Linked DNA regions of Mus musculus: region 1 is linked to region 2. A link is a contact called in public promoter capture Hi-C data. All regions are on one chromosome and are shown on one strand. Each heading gives the region's core, a stretch centred on a gene start, on an enhancer-like site or on the middle of the called end of the contact. The rest is flanking DNA. Distances are from core to core; before and after follow the strand shown. Region 1 holds the start of Zfp281 (zinc finger protein 281). Region 2 has its middle 71 kb from the start of Kif14.

The links. Promoter capture Hi-C pulls out the DNA fragments that hold promoters and counts their contacts.
Region 1: a contact with region 2 is called in a promoter capture Hi-C map of liver, with 2.0 times the contacts expected there. The contact joins the promoter of Zfp281 here to the enhancer-like site in region 2. A contact is called at or near these places in 4 of 39 promoter capture datasets (cranial neural crest, liver and macrophages), 9 of 484 Hi-C or Micro-C datasets (the HPC-5 cell line, astrocytes, embryonic stem cells and 2 more), 5 of 115 datasets of contacts at active chromatin or transcription factors (craniofacial prominence, embryonic stem cells and pancreatic cancer cells) and 3 of 9 other capture datasets (adipose tissue, embryonic stem cells and pancreatic islet).

What each region holds. Positions count from the first base shown.
Region 1 is chr1:136,623,638-136,626,999 of GRCm38.p6, reverse strand. Zfp281 (zinc finger protein 281) reads right to left here and starts at 2,099. Exons shown (of 2, transcript NM_177643.4): 1 at 1,949-2,099; 2 at 1-1,728. The coding sequence starts at 1,714.
Region 2 is chr1:136,536,933-136,540,474 of GRCm38.p6, reverse strand. It overlaps a transcript of Kif14 not described here. Among named protein-coding and RNA genes, the nearest start is that of Kif14, 71 kb to the right of the region's middle. Within about 2 kb of position 1,899, at least 19 of the 459 cell types and tissues checked have an H3K27ac peak or open chromatin away from gene starts, as enhancers often do. A contact at or near this core is called in adipose tissue and liver, where this site is marked.

The sequences.
Region 1 (3,362 bases), core at 850-3,349, 86 kb before region 2:
AAACACTGACCCCTGCAGACTGAATGACTGACTGCTGGGAGACCATGTGTCCTACATTGATAGAAAAGGCACTGTTGCTGCTGGCAGTTGGTAGGTATCTTCTCTTCTTTGAAAACTGCATGGCATCATCATAATTACTACTTATCGGGCCTTGCTTGCCACTTGTACTTTGGAGAAGACTAATGGTCTCCACACTATTATTCGATACGATGCCAAGTGAGCCACCTGGCTTACCAGACAAGGATTTCTGCCCAACTACGTCTGGTAACGGTGACACAAAATTAAGGTAGCTTTTATCTGCATTCTTTCTGCTTCCTTTCTTAAAGATCAATTTTGGCACCCTTTTCTGCAGTTCATCTATTCCAGTGCCAATTATGCTCCCACTGGTAGACACAGTAGGCATTTCTACTGAATAACTCTGCATGTTTATATTGTTTGACATTTGTGATTCATTTGTTTTGCCAGTCTTGTGTTCCTTATTTTCAATAGCTATGCTTTTCGACTTCGACTTTCTCCTTGAGGAACTTGTATTTCCCTGAGACAACACAGCCAGGTTACCCATACTGTTATGGTTTGATGACCCAGGTTCTGCACTAGCGGCTCCTTTTGCTATGGCTTCACCACACGTGCGCCTGTGCTTCAACAATCTGTCAGTCCTTGAAAAATACTGTTGGCAAGTGTCACACTTGTATGGCTTTTCTCCACTATGTGTCCTCTTGTGTCTCTCCATATGGTACTTCTGAATAAACTTCATGCTGCACTGATCGCACCCAAAGGGTTTCTCTCTGCTGTGAATTTTCTCGTGTCTCTGCAGTAGGTATTTCTGGATGAAACCCATACTACACTGGCTGCACTGGAAAGGCCTTTCGCCCGTGTGGATGAGGACATGTCTCCGCAGGTGGTAGGAGCTCCTGAAAGCAGCACTACAGTGATCACAGATATGAGGTTTCTGACTTGGGGACAGGACGGCACCTTCTCCCTCTCCAACCAAAGGTTTGGAAGATGCACTTGGCTTCCTCTTGGCTTTGATTCCCTGAGATTCTGGCTTTGGCCTCTTTGCCTTTTTGACGTTAGCGTCCTGCTTTGGCTCCTGGTTGCCGTGCTCATCAGTCCTGCTACCGCTGCTCAGTAATACATCGCGGTGGTGCTGGGCCGGTTGCTGCTGGGCATGCTGGTGCAGAAGACTGAGGTCTTGGATGACGCCGTGGCTCCCCCCTTCCCCTCCTCCTAGGCCTGGTGATCGCTCTTCAGCCCCAGCGAACAGCCCCCCATAGTGGTGGTGGTGATGGTGGTGGTGGGACGGCTGCTCCTCGGGATCCGCAGGTTTCTCCTGCTTGATGCTCACCAAGGACTGCAAGAATCCCCAGGAGGTCCTCTGCGAAGGGAAGGCCGCGGCTGACGCCGCCGGCTCCTTCTTGAAAGTCATGTCCGGGGCTGGCGGAGGGGGGGGCTCAGCGGCCGGGGCTGCGGAGGTAGAGGAGGATAACACGCACTGCGGGGGAGGGGCGGCCGTCCCCGCCGGCCGGGTGAAGCTGGTGACCGGGGGAAGCCGGTGGTTGAACATAACCATACTCTGGGGGAAGGTGGGCTCCATCTCTGCTCTCCTGCCGCCGCCGCTGCCGCCGCTGGCGCTGCCGGAGCTGCCGCCGGAGCCGCTACCACCGCTACTGCTGGGACCGCCGCCGCCGCTAAGGAACCCGCTGCCGATTTTCATACCCCGGAGGAGGCCTGGCTGCGGAGAGGAGGGAGAGGAGGGAAGAGGGGGAACGGCGGTAGGGCCGGGCCCCGGGCCGGGACCACCGCAGCGTTTGGGACCCGCCGCGCCGCCGCCCAGCCCGCACCGCGCCCGGCTCCCGTCCGCAGCCCCGCCGCCTCCGGCCCGGCGCGCTCGACCCCGCGGCCTTCTTGGCCGCTCCCGCGCCCGCCCCGGCCCGCCGGCCACACTTACGGGTTCCGCCGCCGCCGCAGCCGCCGTCGCCTCCAGTTAATAAAAATAACGCCGTCCTCTCCACAATGGAATTAAAAGCCTCCCCGCTTCTGCGCAGCCGCGGCGCGGTGTCTGCCGGGAAGTCCTCGACCGGACCAGAGGGGCGCTCGGCGAGCCCCGTGCGCCTGCGCCTCAGTTTCCGCCTGGCTAGCCTGTCAATCAAGCGGGCGGTTGGGCGGAGCTGCTGGGGGCTAGGTGGGAGGGGCGGGGACTTGGAGGCGGACAGCGGAGGGTCTTCCGCAGCGAGGGGACGTGATTGGTGGCCCTGCTGAGGGGCAGACAGTGGCTGAGGGTTTCTAGGGAGAAGGCGCTCCGGAGGTGGAGCCCAAGGGGCGGGAAGTCCGGGGACGCCAGGAGAGCGTGTTGCAGCGTGGCGTGGGAGCTGCAGAGGAAGGGGTTAGGGAAGGTGGAGACACTGAAAACTGAACATTGGCATTTGGTTCACTTTAGTGTTTGCAATCCAAGTATTGAATCAAAATCAAACAGAGAATAGGATTCCTTAAGGTACTTGTGATTCTGCCTGAAAGCTTTAAACTCGTAACGGTATTGATTACAGATAGCTTTTACTCCTTTTCAGAATGGAGACAGCAATAACGCTTGTCTTTGCCTTTATTGAAGGAGCCTTTGAGACTGCCATAGAGGAGGGACCGCTGCAGAAAATTGTCTCAGTGCCAGCCTACCTGAAGGCTACGCAAAGGGAAACCACGTGTAATCCCAGGTGCAGCTGTCCTGTAAAACACGCCCACACACACTTCATCATCAGATGGTATTTAAATGCCACGTACTTTCTCAGTTGTCTGAATTTGCTTATTACGTTGAATACTAACTAGCCTCAAATACTGGCCATCGTTCTTGTTTAAAATCTCTGTTAGGATACATACCCCACTCTCCCAACCCCTCCAGTATAGAATACCTAGAAACTTGAAAAGTTGTTCCTTATTCAGTTGGGGGAAATTAGATAAAATCTTGAAATTAAAAGTTCTATCGACAAAACCAAATAGATATTAATTTAGTGCCTAATAATGTATAAAAGGCATTCACAGCGAGCATGCAAAAATCTAAACCAGCAACTTTCCTAGGTGTATTTATACACCACAGACTTTTTAATAAAAAGACCTGGAGAACAGTTATTTACATAGTGTGTTTTCTTAAAGAAATCACACGTCCATATTCTCATAGTGTTTCTCGAGATGACTTCTTGTAATAACTTCCTTGAGAAATTTTGCAATTAAAGCCATAGCGGTGTATTGTTTACCAACACAGGCCTCTCTGAGCCTGCCCAGAAACCTTAAAACTGTATTTTATGAATAGTTTCATGAGGCATTGTATCTTCCTAGCCCCATGGAACTACAGTTAAATTATTTCCTGAAACTAC
Region 2 (3,542 bases), core at 650-3,149:
ATGCACATCACTGCACATGCTCTAAGTCCTTCTGAGGCTCAGTGCAAAGCTCCAAATAAAATAAAAGGCCCTCTGAGGCATCGTGTTAGGAGCCAGTGAACTTTCTGGTAATTGCATCTCTACTTCAGAGGCGATGAGGATAACCTGCAGGATCCTAAGCATGTGCAACAGGCCATGAACCTTTGGGAAAGTTTACGGACTAATGCCTTGTTCCCTGCAGACAGATCATATGACCAGCAAGGGCTATCTATATCTACCTAGGAATTGCCAGAAACGTAGCAGCTTCACGTGCTACGGGTGCGTCTTAGAAACATCACCGTGAGCTTCAATTGAATGTAACACTTTGTATGAATTTTCCAAGAGTGTTTTCTGAGTCGTGCATGGGCCATGGGCATGAAGCCTTGGAAACCTCAATAACTTTTCAATGCCACAGCGGCAATGCAGTGTCAAAAGTCTTTCTAATCAAAGGGTGAGACTTGGATGGGTTTCCTTTTGTCAAAGGTCAAATCATCCTTATGATGACCTAAAGCAATAAGTGTGTGTGTGTGTGTGTGTGTATATGCCATTCCTCCTATTCCTCCTGTGAGTTAGTGGCAGGGTACCAACCCACTGGAGGGCAACAGGGAGGGTGTGGGGTATACTCACCTGCAGATGTAAAGGGAACAGTGGACAGGTGGTACACTTTTCTTTTTTTTTTCTTTTCTTTTCTTTTTTTTTTTTTTTTTTTTGGTTTTCCAAGACAGGGTTTCTCTGTGTAGCCCTGGCTGTCCTGGAACTCACTTTGTAGACCAGGCTGGCCTTGAACTCAGAAATCCGCCTGCCTCTGCCTCCCAAGTGCTGGGATTAAAGGTGTGCGCCACCACGCTACACTTTTCAATGAACAGGACAATGGAAACATTTCTCTTTTCTATCCAAAAGCTGGGCAAGGCAGGCTACACTTGTACTATCAGATAGCCATCTACTGAAGACTGGTGGGAATGCATGTGTGAATTGGCCTGCTGGTCTACCTGGGCCTTAGTTTCCCATACCAACCTATACTATGACTCTATCTGGAAGTCTGGAAGCAAAGCTAGAGAAATGGAGGCTACACACTTTCCTGCACACCCTAAAAACTTCAGGAGCCTGTAGCGATAACAAGAAGCCCTTCTTAATTTCCCCACAGAGTACCCTACGTCCCACTCCTGTCCTTAGGCAAACTGCTAGCAGAATTTGACCCCTTCCTGCTTTCCCCATGTAATGGTTTGTATATGCTCAGCCCAGGAAGTGGCACAATTAGAGAGTGTAGCCCTGTTGGAGTAGGTGTGTCACTGTAGGCATGGGCTATAAGATCCTCATTCAAGCTGCCTGGAAGTCAGTCTTCTGCTAGCAGCCTTCAGATGAAGATGTAGAATTCTCAGCTCCTCCTGCTCCATGCCTGCCTGGATGCTTTCAAGCTCCTGCCTTGATGATAATGGACTGAACCTCTAAACCTGTAAGCCAGCCCCAATTAAATGTTGTCCTTTTTAAGAGTTGCCTTGGTCGGGGGCTGGAGAGATGGCTCAGTGGTTAAGAGCACTGACTGCTCTTCCAGAGTTCCTGAGTTCAATTTCCAGCAACCACATGGTGGCTCACAACCATCTGTAATGGGATCTGATGCCCTCTTCTGGTGTATCTGAAGACAGCAACAGAGTACTCACATTTATATAAAATAAATAAATTAAAAAAAAAAAAAGAGTTGCCTTGGTCATGGTGTCTGCTCACAGCAGTAAATCCCTAACCAAGATACCCTGCAACCTTGTCCTGTCTGGTTCCTTCTCCTTCCTTGGGTGTCTGGCTCAGGCAGTATGTGGGGAAGGTCAGACAACAGCTTCCCTACTTGCCAGGTACCTGCACTGGGGGGCCCCGGGCCACAGGATTGGGGTGAATGGACTCTGTTCTGTTTCATAACTGCTGATCTTTTGCCCAATCTGCTGATCACACACATCACTTAGGCAACTGCCTTTGGCAACCTACCCACCCCAGCCCAAATGCTTGGCAGTGATTTTAGTTATTAGTCAGAGAAGTTTAATTGCTTCATGAAACTGAAAAGGCTCAGATCAGCAAACCCTGACTGCAGACAGAGCTGGGCCCCTGGGGTTTCCCCCCACCCCTGCTCTTCTCTGTCACACGAGCATCTTGTAGTTAAGGATGTAGATCTGGAGTGGAGCACTAAAGCAGACTCACATAGAGAACGAGGAAGAAGATATCCGCCAAGAATACGAGAGATAGTGGACAGATCGATAACAGGGGGAGGGGCAGGAAGGAAGAGAGATTAACTCTAGGGGCTCGAGAGATGGCTCAGCGGTTAAGAGCACTGACTGTTCTTCCAGAGGTCCTGAGTTCAATTCCCAGCAACCACATGGTGGTTCACAACCATCTGTAATGGGATCTGATGCCCTCTTCTGGTGTGTCTGAAGACAGCTACAGTGCACTCATAGACATAAAATAAATTAATAAATGATATTAACTGTAGAAATTAACTATAGAAATTGAGCTTTAAAAGAAGAGTTAGAAAATGTTTGAGGTGGAGGATTCCCCTCTCTTAGCCACCCTGTGCACACACTCCTAATCTCAATAGAAGATATAATACTATGCAGAATTGGGCTCATTGGATAGATTCACCATTTACTTCCTCAGGACCCCAAAGACACTGGACGGCTGCTGGCCATCACTTATGAGCCCACCCTCCTCTGGATCGATTGTTTTGTATGATGTTTGTGTCTGCTGGTTTTGGGAGATACAGTGGTAGCGTGTCACACAAGAACTTCACTATGTTGGGGTAGATTGCCAAGGCAAATTAAAATAGAGATGTGATGTGCACGTCACTAGAGCCTTTACAGCTCTGTGGTCTGCTTAGCCAGTCATGCCTGGCACAACTGTCTTTACCACAGAACCAAGAAAGGTGATGTCACTGAACTGCACTGGCAAATGCACAATGGTTTACAGTGCTTCTGCAGCATGGGATCAGTTAACATACGTAGCCATAGGCTCTCCGTAGGGGCTGGGCTAAAAGATCCCTCTGAGAAAAGCCTGCCCTTAGCTGGGTCCACTCAGATGAAGAATACAGCCACTGGGCTGTGTAAAGGAACGAACCTCATGGCTCTATGAATGATTGACCTGGTCAGGCTCGTCCCTGCTGCATCCTTTGTCCATGACTGCTGAGAAGTGCCCGTCACAGTCAAGCCAAGAGGCAGCAAGAGGTGGCTCAGTGGTTAGGAGAACTGGCTGCTCTTGCTGAGGGCCTAGGATCAATTCCCAGCACCCACGTGGTGGCTCACAATTATCTGCAACTTCTGTCTTGGGCGGGGGTCCAATGCCCTCTTCTGGCCTCCATGGGTACTGCACACATGTTGTATATGGACATACGTGCAGGCAAAACAAAACGAAACAAAACTTTCTAATTTTTAACTCCCAAAGTGACTGTGCTGGATAGTTTTATGTCAACTTGACACAAGCTTGAGTTATCTGAAAAGAAGGAAGCTCAATTGAGTAAAGGCCTCCATAAGATCCAGCTGTAGGGTATT